2 separate regions of the Danio rerio genome follow, and region 1 is linked to region 2. The links are chromatin contacts, called in public Micro-C maps. All regions are on one chromosome and are shown on one strand. Each heading gives the region's core, a stretch centred on a gene start, on an enhancer-like site or on the middle of the called end of the contact. The rest is flanking DNA. Distances are from core to core; before and after follow the strand shown.

What was found. A called contact is a pair of places that touch in the nucleus more often than the background predicts.
Region 1: a contact with region 2 is called in a Micro-C map of caudal fin, with 3 times the contacts expected there. The contact joins the enhancer-like site here to the promoter of metrnla in region 2. A contact is called at or near these places in 2 of 18 Hi-C or Micro-C datasets (caudal fin and an unstated tissue).

What each region holds. Positions count from the first base shown.
Region 1 is chr3:49,629,947-49,633,000 of GRCz12tu, reverse strand. No RefSeq gene overlaps it. Among named protein-coding and RNA genes, the nearest start is that of atp5pd, 12 kb to the left of the region's middle. Within about 2 kb of position 1,275, at least 5 of the 62 cell types and tissues checked have an H3K27ac peak or open chromatin away from gene starts, as enhancers often do. A contact at or near this core is called in caudal fin, where this site is marked.
Region 2 is chr3:49,553,688-49,556,412 of GRCz12tu, reverse strand. It overlaps metrnla (meteorin like, glial cell differentiation regulator a), which reads right to left and starts at 1,331. Exons shown (of 4, transcript NM_212985.1): 1 at 1,009-1,331. The coding sequence starts at 1,106.

The DNA.
Region 1 (3,054 bases), core at 26-2,525, 77 kb before region 2:
CATCCTCTTTCCGTGCTTGCGTGGGTTTTCCCCGGGTCCTCCGATTTCCTCCCACATTCCAAAAACATGCACAACAAGTAAATTGATAAATCTAAATTTTGCAATACAGGTAATCTCATAAAGCAGCATATCTTTTCATAGCATTCAATTTTTAGTCATCAGCTCTTATCAAGGCTCCCCTATCTTCCTCCAAACGGGAGGGAGCCCAGGGCTCAAGAACCTTCGAGCTCATGGCTCTCTCCCGGGACAGCATGCCAAACTTGCTTATAATCAATCATCAGCTAAGTGTGAACTCTTGAAACAGAATTGATGATGGACTAAAAATCTGAGAAATTATTTTGGGAGTATCACTAAAACATTAATATGTAAAAATAAAAAATACTTTTTTTTAATGTTTACAATGCAAATCCAATAAGATATAAGATAGGCCTAACTACTAAAAGACAGAAAATTTTACTTACTGCATTGTACATAAATCAGATTTTCATGTTAGTAATATTAATTAATTTAAAAAAATGAATAAATGAAGATTTACACACTTCAAGTAAATAAACAGAATTAATGATGGGCTAAAAATCTGCGGAATTCTGCGCGCTCAGATTCTGCGTGGGCCTAGGAATGACCCACCAGTATATGAATTATTGATTTATTTATTTTCCCAGCAGAAGCCTGACCAGATGAGCAGAAAAGAGTGAATTAAGTCTCAGTGATCCAAATCTTGTTTGTGTTCAAGTCTAGTTTCCGTGCGTCCACTAAATAGCTTGGACATCTTTGATTCATGGTCACCACTGTATAAAAGGATGAAGTGGAACCGGAGCTGCACAGTGAGCGTCTTTTATGTGATGCTCGGCTTTAGTCATGGCCGCAGTCTCAAGGCCACACCATAAACCTTCAATTGTCATGCTCGGATATTTGAGAGCCCATGTCCTTTAGGCCATGAAATATGCTTTCTGTGTGTGAGAGACTTTCTTCTGCGATAAGGTTTAAGATGCTTCACCTCAAAGTACCTTCTTTTCCATGCAAGCCGATATATATTATACTGTGTACTGCCAGGTTATAGGCTATAACTACATAGGTTATATGGGTTGGCTTAGGAATATTTCCAAGTTATTACCCACTTTATTCAATAATTACGGTAAGGCAACCCCTGATAAATAAGGGACTAAGCTGAAGGAAAATGAATGAATGAATGTTTGGTAGGCTACGTAGGTGCTTACCATAGTTCTCAATGAATCTTCTCAATCAAACACTAGAGGGCGCAGTGGATCTGTGTGTAGAAAACTGACGATGATGTAAACATTGATGTGACTGAAGAAACTTACTATGAAACTCTTTGTATGCCAGCTCCTGGAGGTAATCCTTAAATATGAATTAGGGAACGCGATTCTCTGACAAAACATTCGTTTGTAAGAACTCAAATCTAATACAGCCTCTCGGATGTAACATGTAAAGTAATCCCGGGTTAGTATGTAATTATGATGCAATTTCCTGAAGCTTAACAGCGACAAGTGCAGGAATTTACTAAGCTAGTGGACTAGCATTCATGTAACAACCTCACTAATAAGCTGTTGGATGCAGTGAACATTTGGTACAGTGATTTTTACTAATAGCCTAGTAAACAGGGTGTCCACTTTTGAGACAAAAAATAAGGGATGTTTACTGCAGCAGGGGCCATTTCACTTGGGGGCCAAGACCACAGTGATCACAGGCCCAATAGCATGCCAGTGGTGGTAAATCGCAACTGAAAATATGTTTTCAGGAAAGTATGAACACTTGGACATTAAAATAATTTGACTGAAATCTGTGTAAACAGATGCAGTCAGGCTTTCTCTTTTACAGCTTTGCAGCAGTGATATAGCTGATGTTATGTTTAATAGTGTGGTACACCTGCATTACCTTACCTGCTGTAACCTAGAGGCGAGGAGAATATACTAATGAATTTAATTTTAAAGCATGGTATTGATTACTAATTTTGGCTAAAATATTTGTCATTAATTGCAGTAACAACTACCCAAACATGGACACAGCACATAAATAAATTAGATACAAACATTAGCTACACTGTGAAAAATGATTTGATCAATTAGTCCTGACAGCATATGTTTTAGGTCATTTTAACTTACTGAACTAAGGTAATCATGTTCTATTTTAATTTTATTAATGCTATGTTATTAATGTAATGTTATGCAAGCTGTTTTAAGTCAGTTTAAAATAATATTAGCTTAATAAACTCATGATTAATCTGATTCATCTTAAAAAGGATTTTTACAGTGTAGTAAAGTTTTCATATAGCCTATTTCTAATTTAAACAATATAAAGTTGCAATTTACTAGTTTAATTTCCTTATATGTGCATTATGTTGTTTATTTATGTATTACATAAAATGTATTAAATTAATGCTTATATGTGCCTGACTTAATTCTAACAAACAAATCATTATATTACATTGGATTATGATCCACTTGCATTGTATTTACAGAATTGTTACAAATTACAATTTGTGATCCAGTGTGTGAAAACCAGGCTTATCTAATTCTCGGATGAAGTTTATTGCAGGAGGGACTGGTCCACTTCACAACATAGATGGCACCATGAAGAAAGAACAATATGTATAAATACAGAATCATCTGACGTCAATGTGATTAGAAGTTTCTAGATGAGCCAGTGTTATTGAGTGGTTGTTATCTCGGAATAACATACCTTGGAATGTCACGACTGATCAGTCAGAAGCAAGTAATCCAGATAGCCTGGAATGAGATGTGATTAAAAAAAAAAAAAAAAACATATTATGATGAAATTTAGTTCCTGAAAGCAAAGAAAGTCAAGGTGCTCCAGGTTTGGCCAGCCCAGTCACCGGAGTGAACATTATTGAGCATGTCTGGGGTTAGATGAATGAGCCATTAAAGATGAATCCAAAGAATCTTGATGAACTCTGTGAGTGCTGCAAGAATGCTTTCTTTGCCATTCCAGATGACTTTATTGATAAGTTATTTGAGTCATTGCAGTGATGTATGGATACAGTCGTGGAACTCATGGAAGTCATACAGAATAATA
Region 2 (2,725 bases), core at 82-2,581:
ATGGAATTGAGCCACTGCTGAGGAATAATACCAATGAAGAAATGTGGTGGGGAAATCAGTAGCTTAATATCTTTCAGAACTTTAAGCATGAAGGATGTGGAAGCCATCTTGACCTAATAGGACTCCATACAAAAAAAGCTGCTAGAATTTGTTTTGTTTTTCCATTTATGATGCAGTGCCTGAGTGTGTAGGCAATGGCTCATTCATTTAGTTAAACTGTACTGTATAAAACCAACCCCCCAAAAAAGTAGTATGATTTGCATATTATATGCGAGTCGTTAACTTGGGTTAGGACAAACCAGTGAGTAAAAATGAAATCACTGCTTCAGACAGCTTCTGAATTCAGGTTAAGCCAGATATGTTCAACACAAGATGTTGTATTTTTGTTTTCCAGCACAGTTATCTTACCATCTTTTTTATTAGGTCAAATATTTGAACATTTCAATATATATTAGCACACATTTAATTGAGAAGCAAAAAAAAACCCCCATAATATTACACCTTCCTTTAGTGACTAAAATACAAGCAAAAAACAAACTAAACTAAAAGTTGTTAGAAAAACTGCTTAGTTCTTTCTTTGAAATTTCATGGATTTCCATATCATTCAAGTATAAAATCACTAATAGATTAGTTTTCTAGTGTAAATGAGTATGCTACATAAAATTAAGCTAAATAGAAAGACAAATAAAGAATATAGTACATACAAGCTCAACAATATCACTTTACCAAAAAAAAAAAAAAAAAAACTGGCCCTAATACTAAAAGTAGCTAAATATTCCACACCTTAATGCTAAAAATGGTGTTCATAGACTAATAATAATATTAATATAATATTAATATTAATAATAATAATAATAATAATAGCATAATATTCATTATCTCTCTTTCTATTCGCTCATTGAATAGTTCAAGGAGTTAAATCTCTATCTTCTTTTTACTAAATGAAACTGCATTTTACTCTAAATGGGTAAAAAAAGGATTAATATAGATGTTTAAAGAGCGTCTCACCTGCCCCTCCAGCTGCACTGATCACTTGAGTACTGGGAGCGCGCAATCCGACACAGAAGCACAACCGACAGCAAATACGCCAAGAACGGCGAGAGCATGTTTGTCCGACCGCGGTCTCCTTCTCCCCAAGCGAGATACTATACAACTCTGCGGTGCAGGTGTGAAAGCAAAAGGTCCAGCATCGGTATGTTCTCTACATCGTGTTTTTCTTTAGTATCGCTTCGCTTTCTAGCCCGTTATTTACTCGAAAAGCGCTTCTAAAGCCGAAAGTCCGAGAAGCGCGCTCGTTCGCTCAGTCCATGTCGCGCACACTGAGCAGCAGTGAAGAGCTTAGGAATCCGAGCGCAGAGCCGCTCGCTCAACTTTGAAGATCGCGCACGCGCACTCAACGCCTGTAAATTACTCGAGAGGAGGCGAGTTTCTTTAGCAGTTCTCTGAGCTCGGATTCCTCTGCGCATCATCGCCAGCTGACCGACGCAGGACGCATGCGCATGAGTTCATGTTGAAATATTAACAACTGTCCTCACCCTCACCCAAGTGGTTTAAAAACTTTTTGGAATTCTTTATTGTGTTGAACACAAAAGATGTTTTGAAGAAAGCTCAAAACATATAAATATTCAAATTTTATTTGTTAGCAAAGGTTAATGATGCAATTTTAGTCCAGAAAATGCATGACAAACATTTTTTTATGCAACAATGTTAAGGGAGGAGCATATATTAAATGCTTTTCTATTTTTAGACTTCGAAATCACTTTTATATACATTTTAATCTTTTTCTAGTACCACTTTTCTGAGAGGTTTACTTTTTGCACACTTGAGTATGTGAAATTTACATATAAATAAAATCTTTGTTATCTTTAACAAAAAAAAAAAAAAAAAAAAAAAAAAAGCCCAAATCACATATTTATAAGATAAGGAAAATGTTTTCAAAATATTATAAGCAATAAAAGTTTCAAAATTAATCGAAAAAGTTTTGTATATTGGCAAAACCAAAATAAACGAAGAAATAAAGTTTTCTAATTTAATATAAATTTTCCATTGTTGTAGAAATATATATTTTTCAGGATACATTTTATGAAGTAATTTAAGTTATATTTATTTAGCCTTATTTGTAATGGGGGAAAATGAGTTGATGACCATACTTGAGTCCAGTTTATATTGTTAAAGCTATGTTCCAGTAAAAAACAACATATGGTATCTTCACATATCTTCTTTTAGTATTATAGATCATTTTGTGATTATTAGGCTTAAATCCAGAGAAACAGACAAAGCCGACTGAGGCCTGTTCAGGTTTAGGAGGACAAACTGAAAGAGCTGATGTACATGCACTGCTATTGTGCAGCATATCAGGTAATGGTTACATTAATATAATAAATTCTTGTAAAGTAATAGGAATTTAATGTAAATTTTGTTCCTTCATTATCAAATAATTTAGCAACTATATCAGACTGCTGTTAAGCCAATAATGAAAGAATAGTGACTTAATTCTATACAAGATATTGGCATTATTCCAAATAAGAAAACTATGTGGGGAGAAGTTGTTTATAAATTAGCCTCCATGACGTAAGCAATTGATGATATTTTGAGAGTTTGATTAAGTTTTTCAATTTTATAATTACACATTAAAATAATTATATGATAGAAAATGAAACAGGGGATAATATTCTAGATAGATAAGTTACTTATAAGAAATAAAAAAATTTTCGGCTTAGTCCCT